Linked DNA regions of Sus scrofa: regions 2 and 3 are each linked to region 1. The links are chromatin contacts, called in public Hi-C and HiChIP or PLAC-seq maps. All regions are on one chromosome and are shown on one strand. Each heading gives the region's core, a stretch centred on a gene start, on an enhancer-like site or on the middle of the called end of the contact. The rest is flanking DNA. Distances are from core to core; before and after follow the strand shown.

Region 1 (5,144 bases), core at 1,612-4,111:
GCTTCCTAAATTAGTAAACTGCTTCAAAATCCGGTCGTCTTAGGGACACAAACACCACATATCATAAAACAAACTTTTTAATCCTAACTTCTTCAGTAATCTGCTGAAACAGAGGGGTTTATATGAAAGGCCTATTGGGACTCTGCTATGAATTTATCATAAGCAACTCTCCAAACCCACAGTGAGAAATTATTCTGGACAGAAGCAAAGAAAACCTTTCTGCAAAAGAAACCACCATCCTGAAACCACGTTTCTGCCCTGATACTTGATCGACTTCAAAGAGAATTCTAAGGTTTTATTTTATTTTGATTTTTCTTTCCATTTCTGGTTGAATGGTCTAATCTTATGCCCTTTCTTTAAATGTCGAAGTTGATGCCACAAAGCCATCCTAATTTTGGGTATCAGGCAACATATAAAAAATGATGTATATTTTTGTGCTCTTTCAGCTCCATCCTTTGATCCCAATAGAGTTTCTACCTTTTCATTCTATGCTCATTCCTCTCTACCCCCACCCCTCTCCCATTTCTCATTACTCCTGAGTCCTCTTGGGTGGTCTGCTCAGTTTAGACCAGATGCATGTTCTGGTCAGTGGAAAAGTCAGAATCCCAAAGACCACCATCAGCTGTGGGACATCAGACAAGTTACTTCACCTCTCAGAGACTGGGACTTTTTTTAAATCATCAAAATGAGTTTACGCATGGAGTTCCAGTTGTGGTGCAATGGAAACAAATTTGACTAGGAACCATGGGGTTGTGGGTTCAATCCCTGGCCTAGCTCAGTGGGTTAAGGATCTGGCATTGCTGTGAGATGTGGTGTAGGTGGCAGATGTGGCTTGGATCCTGCGTTGCTGTGGCTATGGCGTAGGCCAGCAGCTGTAGCTCCGATTAGATGCCGAGCATGGGAACCTCCATATGCCACGGGTCAGCCCTAAAAGGCAAAAAAAAAAAAAAAAAAAGAGTTTACGCAGATGAAAACACTGAGCTGAGTGTTTTGCATACAGTAGGTGCCCCAAGTGTTAGCTGTCTTCCATTGTTGCTTCTGGTCTTCAAGTTTGAAGAGGGGACTTTCCTCAAATCATAGCTTTCCTATCTTATACCAGACCAGGGGCCAAGAAGTCTAGTTGTTTGATGCTTCCTCCCTGGGCAAGGAAGTTTAACTGGCCTCACCCTTTCTCAATCCTGGCTGCTCTGCAGCCTCCACAGCAGAGATGCAGGACCACTGACCTTTCTGGAAGAATCATGGCGCCATAATCTCCTTTCAGAACTCTTGGGTTTACATTCCCTGAGCTGCCCTCGGAAATTTTGAGAGTTCTTCTTCCAAATGCAGAAGAATTTTCAATAGAAACCTAAGAAATGCAGCACCCTGAATTGCTCTTGAAAATGCAGGGCTTGCAATCCAGTCAGGGCACAGAGAGTGCTCAAGCCCCAGAATGCAGTTTGTGCCTATAAACCAGGATTATCTGCCCAGGTGTTTCTTAAAATGTGGGTGTGGTAATTCTCAGAGGGCATGTTAAACTGTTCCCAGGGGCTCTGATTCAGGAGGCCTGCCCGCCCCCCCCCAGCCTGAGAATTTGCATTTCTAACAAGCTCTCAGGTGATGCTAATGGTGCCAGTTCTGGAACCACACTTTGAGAAGCCCTGATTTAGCCCATCATGGTTTCCCAGCAGCCCGCACTGGAGGTGGGAGAGGTTTCAGCACCTTCCTGAGCATCTTCTTAGCACTTTCTCTCTACAGCTCTTTCAAAGTTTCTCTTGCTGAGGGAGGAGTCCTATGGATGTGATTTTCATTTGAGAAGGTGGAGATTGAGACAGAGACATCAAATGGGTCCTGGAGCCTCTTAGTGCCAGTTCCCCACCCTTGAGCCCCTGGGAGACACAGCCAGATGCCTCCGCACAGCCTCCTAGGGAGTGTGGGTTCTCTGCCCTGAAACCGCTGAACTATTTCTCGGCAAGTGATGTTCTATGTGAAACGTCAGCTTCCACCTTTGAAAATACTTCGTCCTTCTGAAGCTTAAAATTTGAACAGTGCCTTTGCAGGAGAAAGCCCCAAAGTGTGAGGTTGGACATAGAAATGTCTTGATGTATAGAATCTAGGCAAAATTCCGTTTGGGCTGGAAAAAAAATTTTTTTTTTAATGAGTTGATCCACTTCAGTGTGTGAAAAGCCCAGAATTGTCTTCTGGGGCATGCTTTTTGTGTATGCATTGATTTTACATTTTCCTACCGGTGAACAACTCTCCTAGCAGCCCCCAAGCCCTCTGCTCCCACTTCCTTCCAGGCGGCTGGCACACACGGCCTGGCGGGAAGGGGATGGGGCAGGCACGGCGCCCCTGGGGCGCACAGCTGCCACACCGGCTGTAGAGCAGGGCGGAGTTCCTGGGGCCCTGGGCGGAAGACCTCCCGGCCCCCCGCGCCGCCCCCGCCAGCGCCCAGACCGCCGCGTCGGTTTCTTTGTTAAGGACGCCTGCGCGGAGAGTCATCTTCAGGCCGGCCGGGGGCGCACGGGCCACACTTCTGACTTCTTAGAGTCCCCTAAGGACTTGTAAGCTTACGGGCTCGAGTTGAGAGGCTAAATTACGCCCCAGGGGACTTTTTAAGTAAAATCCTAAATTTCATTGAGGCAGTTTGCAGGCCCTGCGGTGGCAAAGACATTGAGCCCAGGCTCGCCTCCCCGCGCCGGCTTGGTTGCAGCTGGGGCTGCGAGGAAGCCCGTCCCTCTCGGCCAGCCGGCCCCGGGGTCTGGGGTGCACCACTCTCCCTCCCGTCTCGGGTCGCCACCGTCCCCATCACGTCCTCCAGCTCCCGGCCCTTCCGTTTCCTTCCACGGCTTCCCCCACCCCCCACGTGAGATCTCGCTCTCCTCGGGCTGGAAGCAAAGTCGGTAATAAGAAACCAGTTCAGTGTCAGTCGGAGATGGGGGTGGGGGGAGATAACCCCAGAGATACAGGGCAATGGAGAGAGAACTCATTTTGTGTAAAGAGGGCCTCCAGTCACCAGGGAATTCCTGGATTGTCTCAGGCTGTCGTGTGTGATGTCCATCACGCCATGCGAACACCATCTGCTCGATATTATGCTCTCAGTTGCCAGGCTACCTGCTGTACGCAGTAACACTTGACTGCCTGGCTCCACGCTCGCAGCGTTAGCCCAGACGCGCGGGGCGGGGGGACGGGGTGGGGGAGGAAGGCGAGTCATGATTAAGCCATCTGCAAGCTGGGGGTGGGGGACACGCCGCGCGGGCGGAGCGGGCGGAGCAGGCGGGCTGGCAGCGAGGGCCGGGCTGACACCACCATCTGCTGGGGCAGGAGGAGAACAGCAGCTGCGTTCTTGCCGGAGGAGAACACCTGAAAAAAGACTGAAGCCCTAGGCTGCCTCCAGCCACTTCGCAAAGTCCGGGCACCCTCTCATCCCCGCCGGCCGCCTTTTGCCGTCCCCCGCCGCCCTCCATCCCCAAGGAGCTAGTCATCGTTGGTTTGCCGCCAGCAACCCCGGCCCTTCTCACCCAAATACTCTGCATGTTCTTGAAAACACATAAGAGAAATAAAGCTTCCCTACGCACAGATTTATAAATAAACAGCTGGCTGCTCTTGAGAGATATTTTTACCACAGCTGTTTTTTTGAAGTAGAAAACTGCTTCTTTGGGGAAGGTGGGGTGTTTTTTACACCTCCTACCTCTCTCCAGCCCTTAGAAAATTGCAGGGATCTTTTCCCTGGAGGAGAAGATACGTAAAATAGGTTCCTTGGTTTTGATTCCCCCCCCACCTTTATTTTAGTGAAGCATGAGAGCTTTGGGGAGTAATGAAGATCTATGTATTCAATTGGATTTCTGAGGGGAAGAGACGGAATTAAGATTCTGGGTAGAAGGCAAGGGAGGTCGTTGGGCCGGGGGTGGAGTAGAGAACAAGCTAGTAATTAAAACTAAAAATACTGCATCATTTGGCTTCAAGGCATTACATTTCTGGTGACGAAAGCTCAGCCTGGTTTTTCTCTAATTGCACACCCAGTGTGTGTCCTCCTTAGAAACAAGAGCAGTGGCTTGAAATCCTGAAATTCTCCAGACTATTGCTCATTAAGCCTTCTCAGACTGGAGGTTAAAAGCCACCATGTCATATGAAACAGCTAATGGCCTCACCAGCTCAATTTGTAAGGTGAGTCACTCCGTGCATGTGTCTTTGCACTGGGCTCACACCCCTGAGCCTGGGGCTCTAGGTGTCACTGCTGTTGAAGCAGCAGAGCTGGTTGGGAAAGTCCTACAGCTGGATCAACCTCGGATCACGGATGTTGCACATAGCCCAGGAGTCCCTGTCGTGGCTCAGTGGTTAATGACTCTGACTAGGAATCATGAGGTTGCAGGTTTGATCCCTGGCCTTGCTCAGTGGGTTAAGGATCCGGCTTTGCCGTGAGCTGTGGTGTGGGTCACAGATGCGGCTCAGATCCTGCGTTGCTGTGGCTCTGGTGTAGGCTGCCAGCTACAGCTCTGATTAGACCCCTAGCCTGGGAACCTCCATATGCCTCGGGAGCAGCCCAAGAAAAGGCAAAAATACTAATAAATAAATAAATAAATAAGTACATGGCCCTTGTCTAAAGGTCTTCAGTGAGAAACCTGAAGGCAAAACTTTTGGGTGGGAATCATTTGGAGAAATACATAATCCAGGGAAGCAGTAAGCAGACTATCACTTTGGGAAGGTATTTCCCCCACCGTGCTTTTCAGGTACAGGTCTCCTTCCCCAACCCTGGGGCCCCCATGTGAACGCAGAGCATTCCTGTGAAACCTTTCCTAAGCCGGAATGGCTTAAAGCCAAGAAGAGGCAAGTGCCTTAGGACATGTCTTGCTAAGAATGTGCAAAATAAATAAAGGGCAGATGCTCTCGCACAATCCAAAGCTCTGGCAGCTTGATGCTGAGATGCTGAGTGTAGTTCCTGGGGAAGGAGCCTGGTGGCGCCACTCCTGCTGCTGGGGCTGCCAGCTGCCTCTGTAATCATTCTCTGCAAAACAAACACTGAACACTATGTTAAATTTTCACCTTTTCTTCATAAAAGCAGAAGTCCTCTTCAGATGTCTTTTGGTTAGCAAAACAGGTACCAGTGTCGGGCTTTGGTAAAAGCAAAGTGGCGTAAAGTGAACTTTCAGAAAGTGGGGGATTTCTTT
Region 2 (5,144 bases), core at 947-3,446, 480 kb before region 1:
ACATACACACACACGCGTGCGTGCATGCACACACATGGTAGGATAGCAGCAAGATGGTATCATCACTCCTATTTTATAGATGAGAAAACTTAAACCGGGAGAAGTAAATGGATCGTCAAGTCCACATGGACAATTAGGGGCAGAGTTAGGCAAATATAAGTCTCCTGTCTCAAATTCTGGTGCTCAGCCTTCTCAGCCTCATTTTTTTTAATCATCCTGGAGACTGGACTTTTTTCTTCTCTGTTCTTGTACATCTTTTGCTCCCCACTTACTGATGTAACAGGGCTGTGGGTACCTTCTCCCACCCCTTCTCTGGGAACAGAGCCTTCCAAAGCAACGCATTCCTCCCGTCCTCCAGCAAGGTCTGCAGTGAAGTGAGAGCTCAGACATGCCTGCTTGTTAAGCTGGTTCCTCCTTGCAAGCCTGAAGAAAAACTTGCCCCAGATCACATTGCCCCGTCCCCGAGACCTCCCAACTGCTCTAAGTGGAGGAGCCAGTCAAGCTGCACAAGTCAGCTTTGGGCTGAAAGAGCCTGGTGGTGATGCTCTCACAGACGCATTCGCTTTGTATGTGCTTCTCAAGTGTATCCAGGCTTAAGAATCAGAAGCGAAAGCGTGGGCTGCACACCAAAAGAGCACTTTAAGCTGGTGTTTTGTTTTGTTGTTTTTTTTTTTTTTCCCTGTGAGGAATTGAATTGCAAAGATGATCAGAGACTGACGAAGAAACTGAGAAAAGCTGCAGCTGATGAGACACCAACTCCATTGTTGACACACATTTAAGAGTGACTAGTTGTCTGCCTGCCCTTCGCCCATCCAGGTTGCTTTGAAATTCCTTCCCAGGAAGCACCCCATGGCAGGCATCGCTCTGAAAAAAAAAAAAAAAAAAAAAAAAGTCCTACCAAGATTTTTAAACAGTGAGACGAAGAAGGCTGTGAAGGGGAACCCCACCAGCCGGACAGCTAGCCCACTGCTGCTGCCTGGGGTCTGGCTGCTGGAGCTCAGAGAGGACCAGCCTCTCAAAGATGCTCCCTTTGGTCCCACTCGCACTGCTCCTGCCAGGACCGGCATCCCTGGGAAATTGCCCTGGAAAATGAGCAGTTCCTTTTCAACAGCATACTCCCAGCTGCTCCCCACCTCTGTGGCTGCTCTTGGATATGACAGAGCGGCTGGCCCGGCCTGGCTCTGCTCTCACTGCTGGAGACCAAGGGAGAGCCCGAGCTGGAAGGCACAGTGGGCAGAAGCAAGGTGGGCAGCCAGCCCTGGGTAGCACGCCCGCCTTCCTCCTGCTTGGTTTCCTCCAGCTTTGGGTTGATAGGGTAGGTGGTTTGAGGTTCGGGTATCCTTCTAAAAGCCTATCAGTCTCCCCTCCTCTTCCTGAATAGCCTGTGCACCTTCACCCACCCTAAAGCCCTGCCTGGAAACAGAACACTGCGGCCAGCCCTCCCCCCCAGGAGCCAGAAGGGCCAGATCTGGCTCAGAGCCAGCCTCTGAAGAAACAGCAGAGGGCAGAGAGAGGCGGTGGGCGGGGCACGCCGCCTTGTGTTACACATTCAAAGCCTAATTTTGGATCAGAGTCATACTTGTAGCCAAGCCTGAAAGATCACTGAGGCCCCCAAATGAACCCACAGCTCTGAGCTGGGTCCTGAGCGAATCCACTCATGCCCACCTGCTGCTCTCTTAGTTAGAGGCTAAGCCAGATTTGTTTGGATTTTCCCTGTTTTTGTTTTTGTTTTTAAAGCAACATCAGTTGTCTCTTGGCCTTCTGCTAGCTGAGGGTCTATTTCCCAAGCCCATCTATGGCTCACAAACCACCTCAACTAGGATGCTGACCAGAAGCCAGGATCCCTCCTGCTCCCCCCACCCTGCATTAGTCTTAGGAGCACACCACCCTGCTTGGGGTGGCACCAGCCCAGACAATAGGCCAGCAGGGCAGGGCGAGGGCAGCTGCAGGTGACAGAGCAAGCGCCTTCCCAGGGACAGTAAAAATGACCCTCTCTGACATGGGAGAGAGAGGAGACAGCTGGCCTCTGGGAGCCACCGGAGGGAGAAGGGCTGCTCTCTCTTCTTCCAAGGGTGTGGGCATTTCCTTCGGAGGATTTGCTGCTGCCAAGAGCAGGCTGTTGCCTCCCTGGAACTCCGCGTATCAGGATGCTTGTTTGCAGAGCTGGCCGGCCAGCCGCCCGGAGCAGCTGGTTGTAATTATGCGTTGCAGCTTCAGAGGAAGTTGCTGGCTGAGGGAGCGTGCGCTGGGCCTGGCTGCACACGGGCTGCTGGGCTTAAGGGAACAATGGAGACAGAAACCAGTGGCAGCAGGGAAAGGGGAGGAGCAGGACGAGGGTGAAGACAGGCAGAAAGAAAGGGCGCAAGCTGTTCCCGGCGCCGAACGTGGAGAACCCCGTGCGGGCACTCCAAGGACCCCGGCTCGCATTCCCAGACTTAAGACCAGAGTCTGTCCCCTGTGGGAACAGCCTCTTGACTCTTCTTTTTTTTTTTGCTTTTTTTTCTTTCAAAGCTGTACCTGCCGAAGCCTGGGTTTCCAGAAGTCTGCCTGGCTGACATGTTGAATAGCACTCCTCAGCCTGTTTAATCTAAATTGACTGCATCTTTGTAGCAGCTGGCCACAGGGAAAAACAAAAGAATTCACGATAAAAAAAAAGGCCAAATCTCTCCTGACTAGAAAGTCCGACAGCCGCCGCAGCACTTAAACATTTCAGTACCACACTGAACGCTGCACCCAGATGCGGACATCAGGAGGCAGAGAGAAAAAGACAACTGTACAGAAATGAAATATGGGTTAATTAATAAGTTGTGCTTTTTTTCTTTCCCTGGATGGAGCAAAGACTTATTAATGTCTGGTTCTTTATAGTTTCCTAGAGGTCTTCAGTGTTTCCTAATTCGAACTACGTGGAAAATGAATACGGGGTGGGGGGCCCATCTCCCTGCTGCAGTGTCTGGAGCCCTGGCCTCACACCAGCAGCGATCTCCCATCACACGTACAGACACTCCCCTGCATGTCGCTCCGTGTTTCCTTCCTCCTTCCATCAGGAGGTTGCCTGCAGCACCCACACGGCTGGGAGGCCCCACCAAAGGATCCAGAATCCCACATTTTTGCCAGCTTCAGGGAACCATTTCAAGGCCCGCATCAGACCCGCAGACAGGCCTGAGATTTCCTGTGGCCTCTTGATGACCCCTCTCTACTTGAACAACTCCTGATTTATGTCGCTTTCAGAGGGCGGGTGTCTTACCTGGGATTGGGCACCCTTGATGTCTGCAAGTGACAGCCATGCACAATGACACACGATCGGCTCGGGCTTGTCAATGAGGAGGCAATTTCATTACCTTTCCCCCTTGCCCATTGCCCAGCACACGACTGCTTGGAATGCCATCCATCAGGAGGCGTGAATGCAGAGAAGTGCCATCCTGTGTGTGGGCATGGCAGCCTCGTACCCCAGTGGTGAATGGAAATGCATGATGACACTCTTCTCTTTGGGACTGATGACTCGGATCTTATTGCCCGGGTGGAGATCTCGTGGCTGTGGGTCAAAAGGATTTTTCCAGTAGGCAATATTTTTTTCTTCCTTTTCCCTCTCCTCCTTCCACATGAGGCTCTACATTTTCTAAACACACACACACACACACACACACACTGTTAATTCCTAGAGCCATGCTAGTCCATATAGTAGCCGGTAGCCATATTACATTAGTTAAATAAAACTGAAAATTCAGTTCTTCAATCACTCCAGGAATATTTCAAGTGTTCCACAACCACGCAGGGGCAGGGGCTAAGTTATTGCCTAGAGTTCCAGAACATTTCCATCACTGCAGAAAGTTCTAGTAGATACCTTGTCTTAGAGCATCTATTTGCTCTTATATCTTAGGACTCCTCTTTCTTTCACAATCCTCTGCCAATCATTTTTACAAAGGTGAAACTTTTTTTTTCTTTAGCTGCCTAAAACTAATTAGCTCCCTTTAGGCTCCTAAGGGCATGCTCCCTGGCCACTGTGCTAGTAGAACCTTTTCAAATAGTTGAACAGGGTGTGGCATCCTAGACCTTGAAGTTAGCAGGATTAGTCGCAGGCAGTCCTGACCCTACCCTATTCCTGTAGATAATTTTCCTAGACAGTCCTAATCCTAGCTAGAAGAAGAAGCTACTACAAGTCTAAGCAGTGAGTCAGGAAAGATACCAAGGCATCTCCATAAAAATTTGCACAATAAATAGAGAGTAATAGCTCCTTTAGAACTACAAGGTAGACCGCCCTACAAGTTCCTGGCAGCGGGGCTTTGAAGTTGGGCAGAGATGCACAAAGCAATGAAGCACTTTGATGCAGCTGGAAGCACCTTCAAAGCTTCCAGGGGCAGAGATTACAACCACTACCTGTAACCACAGTTTAGGTCCTTTGTGTGGCTGTTGTTGGGGGCAGGGACTGGACCACACAACAATTAAAAATACATCGAGAGCTACACTGGAAGCACCGTCCCCAAACTGTCTACAACCAAAGGAAACAAAGGATAGGATAGTTCATGGAACATTTTTGCTGGAAAATTAAAAATTCCACCCGCGTTTCTATGTATTCATTGTAGTCTCTGGTTTCGAATAGAACCTTGTTGGCAACTGGTGTTATCCTTTTAATATTTAAACATTTGTCGTTTCTTTTTTTTTTTGCAGAATTTCCCAGTCTCCTTTATTGTCTTTCAGAGAAATGATACATTTTGTATCTTATGAACAAGATAGACGGCATAAATATAGACTTTATCCTGAGCCTCCCTCAATTTAATTTAAGATGAAAGTGTCCCGGTGCACACTCCATGACCGTGCTATTATTTGCAGATTCTTATGAGCTGTTACTCTGCTCCATTGTGGGGAGGGTATATTCACGTTCCTGGAGGCAGATAAACAGGATATTACCAAAGTCGCTTTCTTAGTCCAAGCTCCTTTGTCACAAAGCTCCGCTTAGGGGTTACAGCCACAAACCTGGGCTACCAACCGGCCTGATGTTCTCCTTTTTCAAGGAGGAAAGGTGGACCTGGATTTGTTTGAAAGTGAAAGCTGAAACAAGGAGGGAGAGTAGGAAAGAGCCCAGACTAGTCAGTCCAGCTTGGAAAGTTCCAATGGGTAGGAGTTAGAAAGGTTTTAGAATAAGAGAT
Region 3 (5,144 bases), core at 1,165-3,664, 270 kb before region 1:
AAGAAGGACCAGCCCAGTTTTCTTGTGAGATTTCCTTCTGCTCTTTAAATGAGTGTAGGCAATTTTCCTCAAGCCGATGGTAGATTTTTTTTTTTTTTTTTAGCTACAGTGAAATCTTTTCACCCTTTATTACACATCCTCTTTTTTTCCTAATCGTTTTAAAATCTTACCGTTTTCTCTATAGAGATCAGTATTCTCTTCAGTGGAAATTTATGATCAGAGCCATTTGAACAAAATGCAGATATGAGATTTCCCGTAATCTGTTTTCTTACTGTAATATTTGCCCCAGCAATATATAGGATGACACCCTATGTTACAGGATACATAGGCTTCTGAGATCCCCTTTCAAAGTTATTACCCACCTCTGTCCCACTATATCACCAACATTATGAAGCTTGTTATTTCTCAGGTATAACCAAGTTTATACTCATCTGAATACAGTACCCACCTCGGGGGTTGTTGGGAGGTTTAAATGAGTTAATATATGCAAAGCCCTTAAAAGTGTCTGGCATATGGTAAGATATATGTAAGTATTTGCTGTTATTAACTACCTGTTTTATTGTTTTAATTTGATAGAAGAATTTAGAATGTCAACTTCAGTTCCTCATTAACTGTGATTGGATGCAAAGCTGGCCTGAAAATTGTTTGCCCCTCAGAGGTCAACAGAACTACTTCCGTTGAATGAGAGAACATACTAATCACCCTTTTCTCCACCTTGTTGAAGGGTTTTGAAATATTCCCTAACTTACATCTTGTTCACGCCAGTACCAGCCAGGAGAGGGGAGGGCTGCAGGTCCTCCTCCCACTCTGCTTCTCCCTCTTGCCCCTTTAGAATTAAGGACAAGACAGAAGAGCATTTTCTTCAAAGCCTCAGTTGTTCTGATAAACACGAGTCAGCTTACTGTACAAGCCAGCTTAAATTTGGAAACCCCTTGCATGGCACATGATCTCAAGTGGCAGCCTCTAAGCACCCCACCTATCATTCAAGGTTGGGTAATTAAATAAGGACCGTTTGCCCACCTGGTGCTTTAAAACTGACCTGTGTTTCCCACAAGATGACTTGAGGTGGAATTATGTCACAGCACCAACATCTTTAACACCTTAGGGTGAGAGATTTCAGAGAGATCAGATTTCGTCAGGTGAGTGACAAGACTTCAACTCCTTCCTGCAGTGTATAAAAACAATGAAACATGAATGCATTTTATTGCAGAGTGTTTGACTCATGTGTGCATATTAAAATATTTTTTCGAAGACCTGTGAAATAGCGTATCTCCCTATGAATGTTTATAGCATTCATTACCAAAATTCATCTCTAGGACATATGTTTTTCTGTTTTCTCTTTCTAATCTCCTTTTGGGAGAATGGAGGGTGGGCGGAAATCAGCTTCCCCAGCTAGATCTGCGTTTTTTCCAGTTAAAAGTGAAGTTTCATTTAATTTGTGGTCTGATGGTATGGGAATTTTCCCCCCAATCTGTTGTTATTTAAAAGAGCAAACCCTATTCCTATCATCATCTGTTACCTGGGGTATTATTTAGTAAGTGCTTTGTTTGTAAACAGACAGTGGGTTTTGAGAGATCTAGTCCTGTGGTGAACACGTTTGCAGCATCCTACCGTGGCTGTTTAGCAGCTGCACTGTTAGCGTTCCTCTTTTCCATGTTTTAGTTTTAGATCTCAGTTTTGAGGTGATTTCCCCCCACCCACAATGTTTTCTAGGTTAAGGAAGATTTTACACATATTACTTGTGAAATCCCCAGTTCTTTTTCTGTCAGGGATGACTAGGAATCAGGACTGAATTAACCTGTTCTAGATCTTTTTGGGGCAAGAGGAGGAGTGAAATATTTAAAAAATTCTTCTCCTCGGCATTGTCTTGTCGTCACTACAGCCAAACAGGACAAAGGGAGGTGATGCCTTTAGGTTAAGGTTAATTTACAGATGTCAGCAGCCTGTCTCCCAACCCCATTCCACGGAGGACCCCAGTTTTTCTACCTGTGTTTTTCAGAGGAGCACAGATTTGAACTACTTTGCTGAACTTCCTCCTTCCTCTTAATTATTTATTCGATTTCACAAGCAATCCTCAACTCGTAGTAAAGAAATCAAAATCATTGTTTGTTCTTTGGATGGTTGAAAATACAGCTGTGTCCAGGGGAGTATGGGGATGGAGAGGTGTTATTTCTTATCTTAAAGAAAAAGAAAAAGAAACCCAAAACAGCAAAACTAATTAAAACGGTAGAAATCCTCTTAGCCAGGAAATGACTGTGAGTCTCTCCTCCGCAGCGGAGCAGCTGTTGTGAGCCATCAGCTGGCACCAGGCGAGCCCGGGTTTGGGGAGGGGGCTGCTGGGGGGCTTCCCTGCCCCCCCCACCCCCACGCTCTCTCTGCTCTGCGTTTGCTCTGAGCCTTCATTGTCTCCCTTCTGTGTCTAGTGTTCTTTGTCTGCGGTGGGTAGCGGTGTCTCACCCCCACTCCATAGCCAGTCTCCCTCAGCCTCTGTTCATCCCATTTTCTTTCTTTTTCCTGCTCCTCGCGCCCCCACGGCCCCTTCCTCTCTTTCCTGGTTTTATGATTCAAGTGATTGGAGAGGATCTTAGGTAAATGCTCAGAAGGTCCAGCTTCTAATGAGCTTCAAAGAAGTAAGGACATAAGATGTGATGCCTTTAAAATGGACAGTGTGACTGTGGATTTGGGAGTTACATGTTCTTGATGTAACAGTGAAAAATACTGGGGGGCTGGCATGAATGAGGGGGATAGTGCTCGCCCATCGGTCTGAAGTAAAGGGAAGGTGCTGTTGAATTACATTCCCTCCCCCAATATTCTGGGGCTTGGAGAGAACTGTCAATGTATCCTGGCTGCTGTGCCATTGTTAATAAGAAACACAACGTGATAACAAATGCCTTGTGAATTTCAATGGCCAGGTACATGTTCAGAAAGGCTTCTGAAATAAATACGTGCCTCCACATTCTGGCTGGTGTAAAGCATTAATAATGGCTTGATAGGGCTTGGCTCTAAAGAGCTCATTTACAGCCTCTCTCTTCTCTTCTGCCCATTACCTGTGGCTTACAGTGCTTTTTAAGTGATTCTCTTGCTTGTGCTGAGGAGAACAGCGAGAGGAGAAAGCTTGGGTTGACAGAACTCTTAAAGCCATTTGTAATGGACACAAAAAACTTTTCCTTGGGGGAACTTCAAGCTCTCCAGCATAGAAATCCTATAGCTGGGACAGACTTAATTCAGGGAGCCCGTCCCAAAGTTCTCTGGTAGCTCATCAAGTTAAGGATCTGGCATTGTCACTGCTGTGGCTTGGGTCACTGCTGTGGCAAGGGTTTGATCCCTGGCCCAAGGACTTCTGCTTGCTGTGAGCGCCACCAAAAAAAAAAAAAAAAAAAAAAAAATGCCAATCCCTTATTGTTCAAGATATGGAAACCGAGCTTAGAGGATGCTTTAAGACATTTCCTAGGACACAGAGCCCCATGTGTGGCCACATTAGAACTTGAATCTGGTACTTTTTAAAGACCCTTTCAGGACAAAGGCTAGTCTCTCAGTCTCCTTTGGAGGATGTCACTGGCAAAATGTTGTCCCCAAACACAGAAAGAGAGATTGATCTTGTTGGCCTTACAGGCGTCAGTCCCTTGGCTCCAGCCATCCCAGAGCTTTTGTTTCTGCTTCTCTTTTTCACACCGCTCCCTGCCCTATCCCCTACCCCTCAGTACCACTTAGTACCTTTCCTCCTTGTACCTAAGGTGTGCTCTATATTTTTCTTTCACTAGGTGCTTCCCTCCCAGTATATTTGGAATTCTGTCCAAGAGCTCCACCTAAAATGTTCTCGTAGGGTAACCCAGACCTAACCCAAAGAAGCAATGCTAATTAACATCAGTTCCAAATGTGCCCCAAGCTAGTGTGGCAGGCTCAACACAGGACAGGCCCAGGGGCGGACATCAAGTCCTGGTGCTATAGCACCAGTTCAGGGGAACATAGTAACTCCTGTGGGCCCCCCTGCAAAGTTCCCTCCAGCTCTAGAAGCTTAGGTCATCATGTATATGGACAGAGAGGAATTTTGAGAAAGAATTGGTCAGTGGAAGCATCAACCCAGTGGAACTGTGTTATTCAAAGTTCAGGCTCCTGGATCTTCAGTCCCCCATTGGAGCTGGCTGCTTTGTCCCTGCACTGCTCTGCTGCTGCCACCACAAAGCATCTCTAGCTGGCTCTGCCGGCACTTGCTCAAGGGGCTGGTGCTGCTGGTGAGGGAGGAGGCTGGGTTTCTGCTGGACAAAGGCTACCATGTCATTGAGGGGGAATTCTAATACATACAAGTTGCTTGTCTGCCAAGATGGTTTGAGTACATCTAGTAAACAAATCTAGGGATGCATGTAACCGTGTTCATGATGTTTCTGTTTTCTGTGTTGTGTGAATATTCCGACTCCAGAGTGTAAGCTCCTTTACAGGCAGCCCTGTAATGACACAGTGTTAGAGCTGAGTTGCTACTTAATAAGTACTTAATGACAATGACATGTCCTGGGTCTGCCTCCTGATTTTAGGTCCAGTATTTAGAACCTCTAGCCCTATAGTATTTGAAGTCGTAATCTTCTGAATATTTGGGAATGTATCATGAAAATAAATTTGATATGGAAGTTAACTCATCTTCCTCTTTCCCATGGTGACTTATTACAAATCATGATTTGTACTTTCTGCTTCTACTTCTATGTAAGTTTTCCCACTCCATGGCCTCAACTGGAATAATTTTGCAGACTTTAAACTTATTCCAAATGTAATTAGAAATTCAACAGTACAGATTTCAGATAGAGAAAAAAAAAAACGATAGTGTTCTTTTGAATACTTTTCATCTTTCTGTGGTGCTGTAAAAAAGGCATGAGTCCAGGTGCGAATCTGGTTTTGTTGTTTTTTGAAAGGGAAAATGTCCAGTGTAGATGGACAGTATCTATTAAAACAAGGATGTGATTAAATAACAAGAAAGTTTTGTGAGACCAACATTTCCTTTTTCAAAGAAAGTATTTAGTGTATGGGGAAAGATTCACTGTGGTTTTTGTAGAATCATCTGGACAAATTGGGAAACATTCTTGGATTAATTACCAAAAAAAAAATACCTTCCATGAATCAAGTTGTGGATGTGCCAACAGGAGAGAATATTCGTC

Evidence for each region. Hi-C and Micro-C count contacts between places; a contact is called where the count stands out from the background. HiChIP or PLAC-seq counts read pairs in DNA pulled down with a chosen protein or histone mark.
Region 2: an H3K27ac HiChIP or PLAC-seq map of skeletal muscle shows a contact between it and region 1. The contact joins two enhancer-like sites. A contact is called at or near these places in 1 of 5 promoter capture datasets (liver), 24 of 47 Hi-C or Micro-C datasets (adipose tissue, alveolar macrophages, brain and 13 more) and 2 of 2 datasets of contacts at active chromatin or transcription factors (alveolar macrophages and skeletal muscle).
Region 3: a Hi-C map of retroperitoneal adipose tissue shows a contact between it and region 1, with 1.8 times the contacts expected there. The contact joins two enhancer-like sites. A contact is called at or near these places in 10 of 47 Hi-C or Micro-C datasets (brain, embryonic fibroblasts, epiblast stem cells and 6 more) and 1 of 2 datasets of contacts at active chromatin or transcription factors (skeletal muscle).

The regions. Positions count from the first base shown.
Region 1 is chr8:87,288,065-87,293,208 of Sscrofa11.1, forward strand. All of the region lies in intron 4 of MAML3 (mastermind-like protein 3), which reads left to right. Among named protein-coding and RNA genes, the nearest start is that of MGST2, 100 kb to the right of the region's middle. Within about 2 kb of position 2,862, at least 69 of the 83 cell types and tissues checked have an H3K27ac peak or open chromatin away from gene starts, as enhancers often do. A contact at or near this core is called in adipose tissue, brain, fetal skeletal muscle and 5 more, where this site is marked.
Region 2 is chr8:86,812,770-86,817,913 of Sscrofa11.1, forward strand. The region is part of intron 3 of LOC110262151 (a long non-coding RNA gene); the gene reads left to right. Among named protein-coding and RNA genes, the nearest start is that of MAML3, 64 kb to the right of the region's middle. Within about 2 kb of position 2,197, at least 59 of the 83 cell types and tissues checked have an H3K27ac peak or open chromatin away from gene starts, as enhancers often do. A contact at or near this core is called in adipose tissue, brain, fetal skeletal muscle and 5 more, where this site is marked.
Region 3 is chr8:87,021,952-87,027,095 of Sscrofa11.1, forward strand. All of the region lies in intron 1 of MAML3 (mastermind-like protein 3), which reads left to right. Among named protein-coding and RNA genes, the nearest start is that of MAML3, 150 kb to the left of the region's middle. Within about 2 kb of position 2,415, at least 9 of the 83 cell types and tissues checked have an H3K27ac peak or open chromatin away from gene starts, as enhancers often do. A contact at or near this core is called in brain and retroperitoneal adipose tissue, where this site is marked.